Linked DNA regions of Callithrix jacchus: region 2 is linked to region 1. A link is a contact called in public Hi-C data. All regions are on one chromosome and are shown on one strand. Each heading gives the region's core, a stretch centred on a gene start, on an enhancer-like site or on the middle of the called end of the contact. The rest is flanking DNA. Distances are from core to core; before and after follow the strand shown.

Region 1 (3,296 bases), core at 435-2,934:
TGGATCTAGAAAGCCAGGGGCCAGCTTTCAGGGGGAAGCCTCAGGAGACCCGGGAGGAAGCGGGTACAGGTCTCTCCCCTCCCAAACCTGGCTGCAGGGAAGGAAGTTTGCACCTCTGAGCTTAAGTGGAGCGCAGGTCTTGCTCCCAGCATGCAGGGACTAGCATCAGCCCTGTTTCCTACCTCCCACGGCATCTCAGCTCCTCTCTTCCACCCCTTCCCGTCCCCACCACCAAGCGCAGGAATCCCCTAAGCTCAGTCCCACAGCATCAAGGCCCCAATAACCCACCCTTCCACCGCAGTAGCACCCCTCAGCTCTCCAAACAGACACGTGGGCTCGCTGGGCGGGTTCCCTTTCCCACCTCCGCCTCCCCATTCAACTCTTCCTCGCTGTTCTTAGTCCCAGACCCAGCTGGGACGCTGCTCCTGGAGTGGGTAGCGCGCAGAACCAAGAGCGCAAAGGGAGGAAAGGCCGTGGTGCCCTACGCACCCAGAGAGTCTGCGTCAGGGGTGCCGAAAGGTTTCAAAAGGAAAGGGGCACAGCTGTGCAGAAGGTTAGGCAGGGAGGGACTCCGTGGGTCCCAGAGGCGCAGGAGGCAGCCGGGTAGGCGTACCTCCGGGTGCCGCGTCTGGCTGAGCTGCCACTACTCTGGGGCAGAGCAGCAGCCGCCAACCTGCTGGGCTCTGGGGCTTGGCAGCGCGGAGCTCTTCCAGCAGTCTCCGCCGGGCTTGGGGGCCGACACTCCTGCCCGGACCCCTGGCCAGCCCATTTTGGGCAGGAGGCCGCGGGGCTTGGCGAGAAGGGCAGGTGCCAGGGGGCGTGCCAGGCAGTTGAGAAAAGGTGCCAGGGGGCGGGTAGGGCCGGGCAGGTGGCGGTGCTTCGGCGGCGGCGCGCTGGTAGGGTGGATCGCGCTCACCTGGGTCATGAGGCGGTCGGCGCCTGTATTCTCTTCGTCCTTGAAGATGATGTCTGGATTGTAATTGGGGGTGAGCTCCTTGAAGCGCTCGGAGCTGCGCGCGATCTTGCCTTCATAGCGCCCGCTGGCCCCCAGGGTCTTCTCGGGCACGTTGGGGCTGAACTGCTTGTAGGCGAGCGGCACGAGTTTGCGCGGCGGTCGTCGGCGGCTGCCCACCACCCGGCCCGGCCCGCAGCCCCATGCCGCCGGCACCACCAGCAGCAGCAGCAGGAGCAGGCAGAAGCGCAGTCGGGGCCGGAGCCGGGCGAGAGACATGGCCGGGGAGCCCGGGGGAGCGGCGGGCGAGGGCTCCTGGTGGGCTGATGCGTAGGCGCGTCGACGGGAGCTCTGCGGGGGCTCAGGCGTACGGGTGGCTCCGGGGGGCTCCAAGGGGGGGCGCCATGGGCGGCGCGGTGCGGCCAGGGCCGGCGGGACTCAAGTGCGGGGCGGGGGCCCGGGGCCCGAGCTGGTGGCGGCGCGCTGTCCCCCTCGGCGCCTCGACTCTGAGCTGCCGGGCTTGCCGGCCGCCAATAAATAGGCCGGCCCGTTTGTTTTGGCAACGCGGCGGCGGCGGGGGGCGGCGGGTGGCGGGGCTGCGGGCCGCCGGGCTGGGCTGGGCTGGCCGGGCCGGCGGGCTGCAGGGCCCCGCGGTTAGCACCCCGGCCCGGCGGTCACGCGGCTCGGGCAGAGCGGGAGCTGCTGCCGTCTGCGGCGCAGCCCGGGGCCGAGTGAGAGGGGAAATGGAAGAGATCCGGGCTCGGGCCCCGCGCAGACCGCACCCTACCCATGTCCCTGCCTCCTGTGCGCTCAACAGCGAACCTGCAGCAAGGGCAGCACAGCCTCCTCCCCCTCGGGCGGGCGGCCCCGGCACTAGCCAGCCCTCGTCCCGCTCGCGCCTCCGCCGCGCATCCGCCCGCCTGCTGCCCTCTGCGCCCCCTGCGCTGCCCGAGTTTGCCCTCCCCGCCTGGACGCGCCGCACCCCGCCCTGGCCTCGCCTACCGGCTCCTCGCGGCTCTGGGGTGCCCCGCCAGGCTCAAACCTCCCGGACAGGACCTGCCACCCCCACGGAGACCGCAACCCACGGCGCGGCCGGACGCGAGGGGCGGGGGGCAGTGGCCGGACCGCACAGCCGCCTACGGTGTCCCCTGCGGGGAAGCCAACCCAAAAGGCAGGAGGCCGCTCATAACCTGGTCCCCACCCTGGCCAGGCGACGCGCCCTCTCTGCTTGGTGGAGCTGGGTTCTGTATCAACCCGGTGCACATCCCACAGCCTGCCTGTCGGTGTCAAACTGGGGGTGGGGAGTCAAATAGGGGTTTTAAGTTGGAAACACTGCTAAAACCAACAATAAGAAGTTGCAAAGGGGTAGGTCAATATAGAGAAGAGTAGCTAAAATGGTGGCATCAAGCAGAATACCAAGGAACCCAGACTGACCATATTAAAAAGGGGCAGCAAAGATCTCAGTAAGGGAGGCTTGCCATGAATGCCCAAATCGTGCAAAGCCACCAGAACTGCTAAATAATTACTTGTGTAATAAGTACTCTACATTACACATTTAAAAGAGCAGAGAATATGTAGAAGCAACTAGGGACGTGAACAAGTGTTATGTGTTTCAATATAACATTCAGGAAAGCTGAATGAATTAGGATCCCTTGTGCCAAAACAAGTAAAAGCAAGTGTGTTAAAAGCAAACAAACAACATCACCACCACACCACTAAACTACATGATTTGACTGTAGTATGTTCTACAAATCCAATAAAGGTAGAAATGAAAAGATGAGACATAAAAAGGCTTAAAAATTCTCACTCCAATTCTATTAATAGAATAGGTATCATTTTATTGTACTTACATTCCTGAACATGGGAGTTACTAGATACTATTATACTAAGTGTTCTACTTGCATTATCTAATTTAAACTCACAATGGCCAAAGGAGCTATTACTGTGCACATTTTACAAATGAAGATATTGAAGTTCAGAGGAGATAAGCAACATGCACATGGCTGGGAAGCAGGGATTGAAGCCCATGGCTCTGGCCCAGCCCGTTTTCGCCTCTGCAGGTGCATGGGTCCCTCTGTGCCGGACAAAGCCACACAGCTCCTCCTGGGTTTGGGGCTGAAGCAGCTGTTCACAGATTTACTCACACTCTCTGGATCAGTTTTATGTATGTATGTATGTATGAGACAGAGTCTCGATCTGTCGCCAGGCTGGAGTGGCACGATCTTGGCTCACTGCAACCTCTGCCTCCCAGGTTCAAGTGATTCTCCTGCCTCAGCCTCCCAAGTAGCTGGGACTACAGGCACACGCCCCCACACCCGGTTAATTTTTGTATTTTTAGTAGAGA
Region 2 (3,296 bases), core at 395-2,894, 52 kb after region 1:
GATAATATACCAGGGATTCTGGTTATTGGAACCAGAACCAGAATGCTGCTGTGCTATCTCATCATCACCCACAAATACCAATTCCCAGCCCCAAATGGTCCCAAATCTTTCCTCCCAAGACCACAAAGGATAAAAAAAAAAAAAGTTTCCAAATTAAAAAACTAAAACTGGCAACAAAGGTGCCCCATGGCAGTAACCTTTAAAACTGGCCATTAAAGTTTATAAGTCAGACGGGCACCAACGTGAAGGATCAAGAAGAGAAAAACAGCCCCCTCCCTTGGGGACCCGGAGCCACAGCCTTCCCCCTAAAGCCACAGAGCTGATGTCACAAGAAGCGCTTGCTGCATCAAGGGCTCTCTGTGTCTCAACTACAACCATTCACAATGCAGGCAGACTCTGTGTGCTGGAGGCGGGCTGGTGTCTGGCAGAGAATAAAGGAAAGGGGAGGGGCAAGGAGGCATGGGTTGGTACAGAACCCATATATGAGGTACGGAAAGGTGAGAAAGGAGAGAAAACATCAGATCTCCTCCTAGACCTCAGGACTGCTGGCAATTCATAGGCTGGGAGGAAACAGGCCCTGTCAGACTGCCTAAGACAGTGGTTCTCAACTTTTTTTTCCACCTAACACACAAGAGGCATACCACAGATTTTCCTCAGTAACAATGGTATATTACACAATAATTTTTAACTATCTTGGGGTAGTTTTTTGATATGTGCAAAAAAATCAAAAAATTTTTTAGTAAGGGTATAGTTTGAAAAGGCTTCTAAATAATTCTAACCATCTCCCCTATTGGGTATGTACCCCCTATGAAGAATCATGAGCTTAAAGAGCCTACTTTTCCTTCCCTCCCTTCCTTCCTTCCATGTATTCAGCAAATACATTTTGAGAGCTTACATGTGCCAAGCATTGTTCTACTGACACTGGAGAGATAGCAATGAACACACAGACAAAAATCCCTGTCCTCATTGAGAATTTATGTCTTCACAGGGGTAAAATCAACGTAGTTAAAAAGTAGAATCTAGGGGGTACCCACTGCACCCTGTAATCCCAGCACTTTGGGATGCCAAGGCAAGAGGATTGCTTGAGCCCAGAAATTCGAAACCAGCCTAGGCAATGTGGAAAAACCCCGTCTCTATCAAAAAAATACAAAAATTAGCCAGGCATGGTAAGGTGCACCTGTAGTCCCAACTACTCTCGAGGCTAAGGTGAGAGGATCACTTGAATGCCAGGAGATCGAGGCTGCAGTGAGCTGTGATTGCACCACTGTACTCCAGTCTGAGCAACAGAGTGAGACCCTGTCTAAAAGAAAAAGAAAAAGAAAAAAAGTAGAATCTATGGTATACTGGGTTATGACAAGTGCTATGGGGAAAAATACAGCAGGGACAGAGACAGAAAGTGCTGAAGTGCTGGTGGGGTGGGGGTGGAGGTGGGGCTGAAATTTTAGATGGGGTGGCCGGGAAGTCCTCAATTAGAAGGTAGCACTTGAAAAAAGACCTGAAGGAAGTGAAGGAATTAATCACGCAGATAACTGGGAAAGACCATTCTTAGCAGAGGGAACAGCAAGTGAGAAGGTCCTGAGGTGGGGCACCGGTCTCAGATGTTCAAGGAACAGGAAGGTGGCCGGCACGGCTGGAGTCCATATGCTACTGTTCATCACAGTGCTCCTCCTCCATTTCAGATCCTTTGGCTCTGAGGAGTCTGGGCTGACTGCATGTTGGACTGAACTGTCCAAGCCCGGGACATGCTCACAAGCAGAAAGCACTTAAATAGCTCGGTGAAAAGGGACATGAGTAGATAAGATGAGCTTAGTGTTAAAGTATTTCTCTTTACTGAAACAGCTCAAAGTTCCTTTAAATAAAATATCATCCATCCTGACAAAATCCTTGTAAGGAACAAAGGTCATACTCCTTAACTAAGGACCAGAGGGGGGAAAATCATTTTAAAGATGATTTTAGAACTGAAATAGAATTTGCTCTTGATACCCATTCCAATGTTCTATTATTCATAAAAGCACAGACTACTAAAAGGCGGAAGTCAGATTCATCTCACCCATTCTCCTCATTTACTCAAAAGACAAATGACAAAATTAGAATCCAGGTTTCTTGGATAAGGGGTAAACACTCCTTAAAAGGCAAAGTAGGGCTATGGTATAGCTTTTAAAAAAGGGGACCACCTCTCAAATCCTGCACCCTAGAAACTCCCCGGCAAGGGGAAGATAGGGTGATGATATTAGCATTATAGAATACTAAACAGTGTTCTCTGTCCCCTGACCCCTAGAAAAAGTCTAGTTATCCCACACGCTAGGCCTACTGCCCTTATCTAGATCCCTTAAGCCCCAAATGTCTTTCATAAGCCAGTGTGGCCAAGCCAGTGAGCTGCAGGTTCTGAAGACCAGAACTAAGTCTACAGTGTGAATGTGTGAACGCAGACACATACACACACACACACAGAGACGCATACAGTCAGTGGGAAGGAAGGGGAAAGGAAAGCACACACAACACAACACACCAGGGCAGCTGCAGAAAACAACTGCTTGTTAAGTTAAAATTAAACTCTGTACAAATATTGACCTTTGGAGGGGACAGAAACCGGTCCCATATTTACCAGCTTTATAAATGGGACTGACCACAGCTGCCCCACGCGCTTGGCCAGCATCATGGCAGGATGGGGCGAGGCCACATTTTAGGGGTGGGGGATGAATGAGAGGGGCAGGAGACATTTTAAACACTCTCTTAAATGTACTTACTATTGGTAGGTCAAAGTTCCCAAAAGCCTTAAAAGGGGAATTTCTAGGAAAGCAAATAAGGTAGTCTCTGAAAGTGGGGGTCAGAGAAATAGGAATAGAGAGGAAAAAGAAAGCTTCAGAGAGAAAAAAATTGCTAAAAGGAATGAGAAGTATAATAGAGATTGTAACTAAATGGCGAGAGCATTGGGGAGCTTATCCTTTTGAACCCTGGCCCTTGGTCAAAGCAAGAGTCATAAGGCAGAAGACCAGGTGACCAATTTAAGTAACCGAATGGAACAATTTAAACTGACCTGGTTTGAGTTTTGGCTCTGTTGCTTACTTGCTATGTTACCTCTGGAAACTCAAGGACCCCCAGTTTCCTCATCTATAAAAATAGGGATAAGAATACAAAAATATTGTCCTAATTCACAAAGACTAGGACCAATCATAAATATCACACATATATAAATCATCATTATTATTAATTCTATCCCAGCTAAACTGCACTTTTACACTCCAAACTGGCCAAGAAACTACAGTCTCTCCAGAAACAAAGTCAGGGGCCAGAAA

Evidence for each region. A called contact is a pair of places that touch in the nucleus more often than the background predicts.
Region 2: a contact with region 1 is called in a Hi-C map of induced pluripotent stem cells, with 2.2 times the contacts expected there. The contact joins the enhancer-like site here to the promoter of IHH in region 1. A contact is called at or near these places in 3 of 3 Hi-C or Micro-C datasets (induced pluripotent stem cells and skeletal muscle).

The regions. Positions count from the first base shown.
Region 1 is chr6:140,797,656-140,800,951 of calJac240_pri, forward strand. It overlaps IHH (Indian hedgehog signaling molecule), which reads right to left and starts at 1,685. Exons shown (of 3, transcript XM_002749801.7): 1 at 917-1,685. The coding sequence starts at 1,231.
Region 2 is chr6:140,849,542-140,852,837 of calJac240_pri, forward strand. All of the region lies in intron 5 of NHEJ1 (non-homologous end joining factor 1), which reads right to left. Among named protein-coding and RNA genes, the nearest start is that of IHH, 52 kb to the left of the region's middle. Within about 2 kb of position 1,645, at least 3 of the 16 cell types and tissues checked have an H3K27ac peak or open chromatin away from gene starts, as enhancers often do.